2 separate regions of the Anas platyrhynchos genome follow, and region 1 is linked to region 2. The links are chromatin contacts, called in public Hi-C maps. All regions are on one chromosome and are shown on one strand. The core of a region is the stretch at or near the end of the contact, and the rest is flanking DNA. Distances in the headings are between cores, read along the strand shown. Region 1 holds the start of LOC113841945. Region 2 holds the start of CEBPB (CCAAT enhancer binding protein beta).

The links. A called contact is a pair of places that touch in the nucleus more often than the background predicts.
Region 1: a Hi-C map of F1 follicle shows a contact between it and region 2, with 6 times the contacts expected there. The contact joins the promoter of LOC113841945 here to the promoter of CEBPB in region 2. A contact is called at or near these places in 6 of 8 Hi-C or Micro-C datasets (F1 follicle, liver, skeletal muscle and 2 more).

The regions. Positions count from the first base shown.
Region 1 is chr21:10,277,649-10,283,116 of IASCAAS_PekinDuck_T2T, reverse strand. It overlaps LOC113841945, which reads left to right and starts at 2,325. Exons shown (of 7, transcript XM_072026615.1): 1 at 2,325-2,564; 2 at 2,809-2,945. PTPN1 (protein tyrosine phosphatase non-receptor type 1) reads right to left here and starts at 2,322. Exons shown (of 9, transcript XM_027473150.3): 1 at 2,080-2,322. The coding sequence starts at 2,142.
Region 2 is chr21:10,115,069-10,120,264 of IASCAAS_PekinDuck_T2T, reverse strand. CEBPB (CCAAT enhancer binding protein beta) reads right to left here and starts at 2,695. Exons shown (of 1, transcript XM_072026611.1): 1 at 881-2,695. The coding sequence starts at 2,411. The coding sequence ends at 1,428. The region is part of intron 5 of LOC113841945; the gene reads left to right.

The DNA.
Region 1 (5,468 bases), core at 1,076-3,575, 160 kb before region 2:
ACCATTATCATAGCCGAACATAGCTTCCCCTTGTCCAAAAAAAGAAGCTTGGAAAATTTTAACTCTTCAAAGTCACGTGGCACCCAGACGTGTCTCCTTGCAGCCATCCTTCCAATTAGCTTCACCTCCCTGTGTATTCGTAATTCCTCCCTAATTCTGTCCTAACAGACAAGTGTCCCTCTCGATAATAAATTTAGCCAAGAAAGACGAGGAAGTGACTCTGTTAGTAAACTGTGTTATGCTTCATTCAGAACACTGCCGAACTTCTTTGGATTTTAGCAGTTACAATCATAACACCTAGGCACTAGAAGCAAGTGGTACAATTAACTGTGGTGCAATTAACTTGGAAGACTTTTTAGAAATAGAAGACTGCACCAATGACAAACATTTTTCCACTTACTCCATTCTTCAGGCAAAGATTGGATTTATAGGGAAACAGCATTGTTAATGTCAGCCAAGACATCAAAAGCGTGGATTACAGTGAAGTACATTGTTCTTCTGGATGTACATGATCTGCCAAGAAGTCATTTTAAACAGCTGATATTTAAAAGCAGGATGTAGTTAGAAACTGAATTACATGATGTAGATGCACATACTTACTAACCAACCTTAAAATACAAACAGCAAGAAAAAAATAAAACACAAAAAACCCACCTCTCAGGCTTGTCAACAGTTGGATGCAAATCACTGGATTTTTTTTTTTTTTTTTTTTAAGTTAGTTCTCAATCAAACCTCATTCTGTCCCCCAGTCTGAGCAGATTACTGAGTCACATCATTCAAAGAAAGCAGGACAAAAATATCACTGAATGCTACATTGAAAATATGCCACAGGCCCTCATTCTGTATTAATCTTACAGCTCCTTACATATTTCACTTCTGTAACTCAGTTGCACCCGTAGCAGTACACCACCTCCATTACAGAGCTATATTACTCAAAATCATTTCCTGAGCACTGAGCCTGCAACACACCAAATCGTCAAGAACAGTTTAGCAAAAACATAACGTCACATATGCACATGACTTTCAACTGATAGAGTTAGCAAGTGCTGGAACCCTGCAGGAAATGCAGTCCTCTAACAAAAAATGGGCTTTTCTGAAAAACATACTCAAAATTGCATGCTTATTCTCCAATTGCCAAACTGCTGGAGATATTCATCCTGCAAGCTACTGCTTTTAAAACTTGCCTACAGTAATTCTGAAACTGAAGCTCATTTATTACATTTTCGTAAATCCATTTTTTTTTGTTAATGTCTACTGCCAGAGAAATACAGTGAGAGGGATGCAAAGCCCAAGTTTTACATTACAAATATGATTTTAAAACTCATTGGAATATGCAATGTGGAAGCTTAAGCATTCAAATGGATTTTACAGTAATGCTGCCCGATCTGACTGAGCACATCCACCCAGCCATTAGCATGCTTCGTCTTCTCTCAGCCCTCATTTTGGATAAGCGCACACAGAACTTGCTGAAGACAAAGGGCCTAACTTCGGGTCCCCGCACCTCCGAAGCTGTGCGTGGTTCGCAAATAACCTTACCATCGCAAAAACGTTTGCCACACGGCTTTTTAGGAACGTCACAACCAGGCTAAATCAACCAAGTAATAAAAAGCAGCACCAGATCCCTGCACGAGTATCCCTAACAAGCCATTTTGGGGGGATCTGCTCTGCTATTACAGCGACCAAAACCTAGGTGCGTGCAACGCCGCTCGCCATCGTTTCTGTTTAAAGAAAGCAGCAGGAGCTCGGCTTTGCTCCCCGAGGTCAGGAAGCAGCTCTGGAAGGCTGCTGAGCACTCAGGGCCGCGCTCAGCCCACCGAGGAGCCCCCAGCAGCGGGGCAGGAGCGCCCCGAGGGCTGCTCGGGGACCCCAGGCGCTCGGTAAGGCAGAGGGGAGCCCCCAGGAGCCTCCTCTCCTCCTCCTCCCTCAGCGAAAGGGGAAGGAGGGCAGGCAAGCCGCGAGGGGAGACGCAGCGCAGAGCCCCCCCGGCCCTCAGCAGCGGGTACAGGCAGAGGGACCAGCGCTCCCCCCCCCCCCCCCCCCCCAGCACCGCGGGGCAGAGCCGAGCCGGCTGCCCCTCACCTGGTACATGGCGGCCCAGCTGGCGGCCTGGTCCAGCCGGTGGAACTCCTTCTCCATCTCCATGGCGGGGACGCCGAGCACTGCCCGGCCCGGCCGCCACCACCACCCCCTTGTGCCCCCCAGCAGCAGCACCCCGCTGCCTCCCCGGGCTCCGGGCTGCTGCCGAGGCCGCCGCCGCCTGGCTCGGCACGCCGCTCCTCCCCGCTCCACCGCCGGAACTACGCCGCCCTCCCCGGCGACGCGATGTCCGGGGCGGCCACAACCGCAGCCGGGGGGCTGGGGGGGAGAGAGGGGGCGAGGGTAGACCAGAGCGCCCCAGGGTGGGTCGGGGCGGGCCGCCTCCTCCTCCTTCTCCTCCTCCTCCTCGCCTCAGGGCCGCTGTCCCCGCCGCCCCCTTTCTCCCCCCCGAGGCGACGAGGAGCCAAAAATCAGGCAAAATGAGGCAAAAAGGGGTGATTTCGGGTGCCTCGGCGCTGCCCCGCCAGGTAGGGCGCTCCCCGCAGGGCTGTGAGGGGAGCGGGCAGCGCCCCGGGGTCGTGTGCGGGAGGACGGGCAGGGAGCCCGCCAAAAGTTGTCGCCCCCCCGGGGAAGGGGCTGTGAGGGGGGCAGCCCCTCCGGGCAGGTGGCCGTGCTGGGGGTGCTGAGCCCCGGTGTGCCCTGACCTGGAGGGCTGGAGGCAGCTCTGTGTGTGTTCAGGAGATGGAGGAGTTGTTATTTGCTCTTACACAGGCTGCACGCTGAGGTGGGTGCTGTCAGTTGAAGGAATGAGTGCCATGAGAAAATCAGAATGGATTTCAGTCACCTGTCCTCTGTTCTCGCGTTCCTACTCAGAAATGGCCTTTACTATCCACGTCCTGTCCCAGCAGGTAAACGTTTGCCATCCTACCCCACCCTAAAACACAACACTGAGTAAAGCCTCAGCCTACACGTCTGGTACTGGGGAGCCAACGTGCTCTTCCTGAGGTCAAGACAAGGCGTTCCAAACATACGGACACAGTTATCCCACGCGTAATGCTAGAGCCCGCTTCGTTTCCAACGTGAGGAATTTTACTTCTCATGTCAGCCAACTTCTGTTTATTAGATTACTGTTTCTCAGGCTTTGTGCCCGTGTTGCTTCTGAGGGTTGGTGTAGGCTTGGTGTACCTGGTGTCTCTGCAGCATCAGCGCTGACCCAAAATGAGATAGGGGGTTTGTGTGGTAGATGTTTTTCAAGTGAATGTGCTCACAAATCCCCTAGGCACAATATGGATTTAAGACAGAGTGGTAGGGTTCTCAACAGGCAGGATATATCAATGTCACTGAAGACAGAGGTATTTCGTCCCTTAGCTGCAGCCCTTGCACCACTTGGCTGTTCCTGCTAGCAGAAGCTTTTCCATTGCTTTTCCTAATCATTTGACCGGAGTCTTTGGAAGACTGTGTTTCAGTGTTCAGCCCCAAAGTGCCACCCTACTTGAGCCTTGCTTAATGGGCTACTAAAGGGCAAACGGATGCTCTCTGGGAAGAGAGGACTAGTCAGAGACATGAGCTGCGCGGCCCAGAATTTGGGGAAAGGGTTAATGGGAATGCCAACAGTAAAGGCAAGCTACAGAAAGCAGCTTAATTGGATAAATGGTTTAAGCTAGATAAACAATGAAACATTATTCTCTAATCACGTGCTACAATAGAATGGAGGCATTAGCAGGTGGTATTAAAAAGTTTTTTTTTGCCTTTCTTACTGCTTTCTCTTGACCTGATTTTTGGAACTAGGCAGATGCAATGTTAGCCCTGTGAATGAAAGTGTTTCTGCTTGTTGAGAGATTGATTTTCAGGGCACTAAAAGCACTGGATAGGGGACTGCATCTTCTCTCCTAATCTGTCTGCTGTGAGGCAGTATCCTTATCTTGAGAACAGGTGGTGAATTTTTAACCTTCTGGACCTGGGGAGATAAAGACAAATTTAGCAACTTTGCTGCTTTCCCTTTTTCCTGTGATTTCAAGGTTAAGAATTATGATCATATCTGGGGAGTCTTGCTGTGTTTCAGTGACTCCATACAGAAAGGTAAGTATTCATATGGTCCCCAGAGAGCAATGCCCGTGGATGGCCATCGTTCATGCAGGTGTAAACCTGATTGTGCCCAGAACAGGTTGGAGCTTGTGATGCTATAGCTACATGCAACTGAATTACTGCAATGTGTAAACATTTTATAAAGGAAGATAGCACAGAGTCTTTTATGCTTATGTCACCTGAACGGGTGTAATAAATATAAGCAGTGCAGGTTCTTCAGTCAGTCAGCAGTATGTTCTGCTAAATGTGTACTCTTGTCACAGCAGTAATTGTCTTGAATGACAAAAACTCATATATTGCCCCGAACAAATTCATATTTTACTGTAGATTTTGCAGAGTAACCCAAAAAATAAGAGATTATAGAAGTTGGTAGTTTTTTACATAAATGCTCAGTCTATCACAGTTGCAATAAGTGTGACCAATAACACTTTACAATGTGTCAGTCAGGTTCAGTGAAAGTTCTTGCTACGCAACTGGAAATTTTGGAGGGGATAGACCACATTGTCAACAGTTGCTTTTGCATATATATGCTTGTACAAAAGAGGTAAAGAACAATTTGCAGCAGTGATATACATTGTCATATTTCAGAAAAGCACAGATAACTGGCTTGCATGCTATTGAATCCTTTTGGCTTTATTTTTACATACAATTGCATGCAATGACATCCATAGCAAGCCCCTTCCCCCCCAAACTGGGATGCTCACCATGTACAGTTGGATACTAGTTTATATTAAACAATAAGCTTCAAATCTTTGACATTTTGTACTGCTACAGCAATGTAAAGGGCACATAAGGCCACCTTATGAAAACATCAAGTGCATTCTGTCTGTAGAAGATTCTGGAAGGTTCTAGAATTCCTCCTGCTGAGTTGGGGAGACCGCCCTCCCTTTTTTTTTAAAACAGTTGTAGGGATTAATAGTAATTTTTATATGGTCCCTAATATACGCTAGGCACTAGCTACCCACAAAATAATGTGAAGCAGCCTGGGCTTAAAATGAACATTAACAGAACAATGAAACTAACTCTATTATTTTTATTTCATTTGAAGCCCATAAAATGACATACTCAGCTTAATCACGTTAAAGTCTTTAATTTGCATTTCTGTTAACAATATTCAGCATTTTGAGATGGCCTAGTTTAAAGTGCCCAATGTCATAAATCCCAATTAAACTGTCGGCAAATATGATACATTTTGTTTCTTCACTGTTTGATTTTTGAATACAGCTTTATAGTTGTATTAAGCCAGTTCTAGCAGGCTGTATCTCCAACGTACAACTGGGGAGTATTTATTCACATTCAACACGCTTTATGCAGTTGCCTGTACATCCTTGTTCCATTATTCTATG
Region 2 (5,196 bases), core at 1,446-3,945:
GCGCGTAACCAGCTCGGGACTGTTAGCTGCTCGCAGAGCTGCGTGCGGCAGCGAGCAGCGGGGGCTCGGGAGCCGTGCCGAGCCTGGCTCCTTCCATCAGAGGCAGAGCCCCAGCTCCCCTGGGAACAGAGGTGTAGCCCAGCACCAGCTTCCTCCTTCTCTGCCCCCCAGCTTATCTGCCACTGTCCCCCAAGCACAGAAGCACAGAAACAAACACCTCTCAACAGAGAAACTCCATCTACAGTTTTTTCGGAAAATGTCTCAAGAGAAAGGATAAGGGAGCTGTTCGTGTGCCTCTCACCTGGCCGGCTGCAGGAGAGCTTCCTGAGCAGTGACCGAGTTACCAGCATCCAACAGACATGCTACTTTCTGATGTTTGTTCCTGTAAACTACAAACATAAGAAAGGCTGAATCATAGCTTAGAGAACAGAAACTCCTTAAGGAAAAAATAAATAAATTAATTAAAGCTTCCTCCCTTACTTTTTCTTCCTCCCTCCCACTTCAGAGTCGGAGTTACTTTGCCAAGGACCGGCCCCGGTTTGGACAGCACACCTCGCTCTACACGTTGGGAACAGCAAGAAGTGCAAAATCCGAAAACGCCAAACAACCACCTCCTCCCCACACAATACCCAAGCGGCAGCTAAAGCAAGTGATTAGAGGAAATAAAATGAGGCAACAAGAACTGGCTGAAGCTTCCAGCCCTGCTCTTTGCTGGCTTTCTCTTGGGGTTTTTGTTTTTGTTTTTCTCTGAGTCACAGAGAAAGTGAAAAGACCAACAGAAATCCTGCTCCCTGATCACAGCACCGAGCCAGATGCAGCTAGAGTTTCAGCTCTGCCTTTAAGCTAGCTTCAAACGTGCCTTCCAAATAAAACAAGCTACTTTTTTTAACCTAGTCATAAAGTTTATTAAAATTGTTCATTAATGCTTCAAACGTAGCAAGAATGCATAGATCCCAAAATATACATATGTATTTTCTTATAGAAATAGATTATTCTTTATAATAAAAAAAAAAACAAACGTAGGAACATCTTTAACAGATTACTCAATCCATGACTGACAGTTACACGAGATTGCATCATGTACGCAGCATTCCCAGCCATGCTTCAAGGATTGCATCACTTCGCCCTGCTCTCCTCTCGCTGTGTTAAATACCCCCAGCGCCCAGCAGCCCGCAGAGCCCCGCGGCCGCCGGCCCCCGACCCCCGACCCCCGGCGCGCCCCCGCGCCCAGGCGGCCTCACCGGGCCCCTCCGCCGACGCGTAAATAAAGAGCAAACCGAGCAGAAAACCCCGCCGAGCCCGGGGGGAGCCCCGGGGGCACGCTGCGAGCCCCCAGCCCCGGGCTCCCCCGGCATGGGGGGTGGGGGGGGGCGCAGCGGGGAGCCGGCCACCGGCGCTCCCCTCCGGCCGGCCCCGGGGAAAGGGGGTCAGCAGCGCGGCGAGGAGGCGAGCAGGGGCTCGGGCAGCTGTTTGAACAAGTTCCTGAGGGTGCTGAGCTCCCGGGAGAGCTGCTCCACCTTCTTCTGCAGCCGCTCGTTCTCGGCCGTCAGTTCCAAGACTTTGTGCTGCGTCTCCAGGTTGCGCATTTTGGCTTTGTCGCGGCTCTTGCGCACCGCGATGTTGTTCCTCTCCCGGCGCAGCTTGTACTCGTCGCTGTGCTTGTCCACGCACTTCTTGGGCTTGTTCTTGCCCGCGGGGGGGGCCGAGTAGCCCCCGCCGGCCGCGGCCGACTTGGAGGACTCGGAGGGGTTGGGGGTGCCGGGGGGGCTGGAGGAGGACGAGGTGGACAGGTTCCCGCTGCTGCCGCTCGGCACCGACTGGTAGCCCAGGTAGGAGCGCACGGTGCTGCCGTAGGGCGAGGACATGCCCCCCGGTCCCGGCCCGGCCCCCCCTTCTTCCTTACGGGGCCCTTTGCAAGAGTCCAGGGTCTCGAAGACCGGCTCGGCTTTGGTCTCCACGATCTGGGGCGGGAAGCAGCCCGGCAGCCCCCCCGGCTTGTGGCTCTGGCTGCCGCACGGGTGGCCGTGCCGGCCGAGGCTGATGTAGGTGTAGTCGGGCTTCTTGCCGCCGCTGCCTTTATAGTCCTCGGCGAAGAGATCGGAAAGGAAATCTTGGCCGCCGCCGCTGCTGCACGGAGGCTCAAAGTTGCCCCCTGCTGCTGCTGCGGGAGGAGGCGGCTGCGCCGGCTGCTGGGATGCTAAGGGGTCCAGGTAGGGGCTGAAGTCGATGGCTCGCTCGTGGTCCCCTACGGTCAGCTCGGTCATGGAGCGGCCCCCGGCCGCCCGCGGGTGCAGCTTGTTGAGAGCAGCCAGACAGTCCGCCTCGTAATAGAAATTCGCCACTTCCATGGATTTAAAGGCGGGCGGCTGGATGGGGAGGCATGCTGCGTCCCAGGCCACCAGGCGTTGCATGAAAGCAAAGGGGGATGCGGGGAGGAGAAGACGGCGCAGGGGGCCCCCCCGGCAGAGGATCGAGCTGCCGCCGTCGGGGTGGGGGGCTCCGGACCCTGCCTCGGGCTCCGGCGCTGGGCACCGCGGCTGCTGCGCTGCCCCCCCCGGCGCCGGCTCAGTCCCTGCGGCTCGGCGGGGCTCTGCCGCTCCGGGTGCTGCGGCTGGAGCTGGCGCTTCTCCTGCGGACCATCTGGTTGCGGGGCCCGCGTCCTAAAAGCCTCTGCCTTAGGAAAGTTCCTCCGCTCGGTTATTTATAGGGGCGGCCGATCCCATAGCAACAGGCGCGTCACCGCCTGGCCGCCTGCCACGCCGAGCTGCCGCCGGCCCCGGCCCGCGGGTGCGGAGCGGGTGCGGAGCGGCTGCGGGGGCCGGCACCGCCGCCGGGACCGCCCGGAGCGGGGCTGGGACCGCAGGTGCCCCCCGCTCCCTGCCCGGCCCCGGGGAGGGGGCAGCGATGGGCCCCGGGGGGGTGCGGAGCAGCCCCGCACCCTGCGGGGTGCGCGCGTTTGGGGACGCAGGGGTGCAGCGCTCCCCGCCCCGCCGGGCTCTGTTTGCCCCCGGGGAAAAGCAGGCAGCGAGGGGTTATTCAGCTGGCTGGTTTGGCTTTTTCCAAGCTCTTTTGGCAAAGCGGGGGAGCGCTGCGAACGGAGGGCAGAGCGCGGTGCTCGCCGTGCGGTGCTCGGGGGAGGAACAGCCGGCGGCAGCTCTGCGGGCAGGGGAGCGCAGCGGCGTTGTCCAGGGGCCGGCAGGGAGCAGGGAGAAGCGGCTCCGGGCTCCCTGCTCGCCGCTGGAGCAGTCACAGCAAAGCCACAGCTCCCCTCCCCAGCCCTTCGTGCCGGGATGGTGGCCTTAAAGTTTGTCTCGGCGTATTTACTTTGCACGATGTGGTGCAACTGTCAGGGTACACAAACGATAGGGGATCTGTGCCCTGGACCCAAAGGGGACCCAGGCGGTTCTGAAGCAGGCCGGTACGTGCACGGCAACATGAGAGCCCAGAGCCTGCAGAATGGCAGGGTAAGTTTGGGAAGGAAGACTGAATCTTGATGTCCGTTTTAATTAAAGACACCCACCTTGGGAATCAAACTTATATTTTCACTCTCTTACTCCCACATTTACCTGTCTACAAGCCGGTGATTCATCGCCAGAATAAAGGACATTAATTTAAAACAAAACATATAATTAAAGGAAGTAGGAGTGTCCTTCGCCTCAGTAAAGAAGACCTAGCACTGCAGGGAAAATGACACTGCCTCTTAGAATAATGTGAAGCAATCCTGCGGTGTGGGAAATATTGTAACGTTAAGCCAGAGGAACAGGTATTGCATTATACGATTCAAACAGTCAACTGTTCATAATGTTCAAACCTCAGAACTTTGAAAAGAGGAAGAATTCAGAAATCAGTCAGTGGACCATCACAATTTGTCTTTCTTGCATTTTTTTTTTAGTTTTCTTTGCCTTTTCTTCTCGCGTTTTAAAGAGATTTTTCTTTCCATAACAAAAGTACCCTAACTGGTTTTCAGGCTTCAAATATTTCTAGTTCCATCTTTATCTACCAAGTTAATCTTTGGTGAATGCACCAGAGATTAAATTGGAGCTGGGCCTGGCCAGAGATCTGGGTCTGGAGGTTGTAGCTGGAGCCCATACCTTCCTAAACACAAACATCTGTATTGGGTGCAAATACTGGCAAGTCGCAGGGAGCCGGGGCTTGTTCTCCTGGCTGTTTACCCTCTCGTTCTGTGTCTTTATCCTGCCTTCTGATCTGGCAGTTACATCCAGCGGCTGCCCTAACTGGCCCTTGCAACTGAACTCTTGAAAATCGGTCTCATGCGCTTCCTACCTCCAAAACAGCTCGGGAACCCACAAGCAGAAGGTCTCCTGCTGAAACGCCTGTTTGGTTTTTCCTGGCATTACCCTGACGGGTTGCCACGGCCACTGGCTAAAATTTAATGCTAAAACTGATTGATAAATTTGGTGGGCATTTTTTTTCAAGACACTCGTGGAGATCTGAGTTTGCCCTCTCCGAATTTCTGCCCTGTTCCCTGCAGCTCAGCGGCAGAAAGCCGTACTCCCGCCCAGGCTGATCTTCCCTAACAAAATAAAACGTCTGTGCAACTGTCATGTGAAATAGATTATATCAGGGATGGTGTGGCCCACACCTCCTTTTCCAGGCCAGTGCTGAGTAATCCCGTAGTCACTGAGATCACACGTCAGCCGGAGTGGTAATTGAGGTTGGATGCCCAGCTTGTCCCCTCCTTCCCTTCTCCCCCCTCACCTCCCTGCTGCACCGAGATCTCTTTAAACTTCCTCCAGCTCACCTCAAATCCCAACATCCACTCTCACGGAGCCAACGTCCATTCTCAGCTTCTCATGGGAACCTTGTTGGCGGGACTAACCACTCATCCAAAACCCTAACGTTCGGCAAGCAGGTTTTGAGCTAACTCCAGTCTCTTTTAAATTGTTTCTGCACTTGTCATAACAAATGCATGGCCAGAAATGGGGTTTTTGAAATGGGAACAGGTGTAGGGTGAAGCTCGCACCGCAGAGGGTTGGGTGGAGGTCTTGGCACACCGAGCTCCGTCCCTGCAAGTGCCACGGCTTGGCCTGACCAGGTGTGCGGAGGCTGCTAATGGTCCTGGAAAGCCTTCTCCACACAGAGGTGCCTGGATAGGAAGAGAGATGCAGACCTTCCTGGTGAAGGGATCTGGGTACTGGCCTCACTCTCTGTAACAGGTCTCCCGACAGAGCAGAT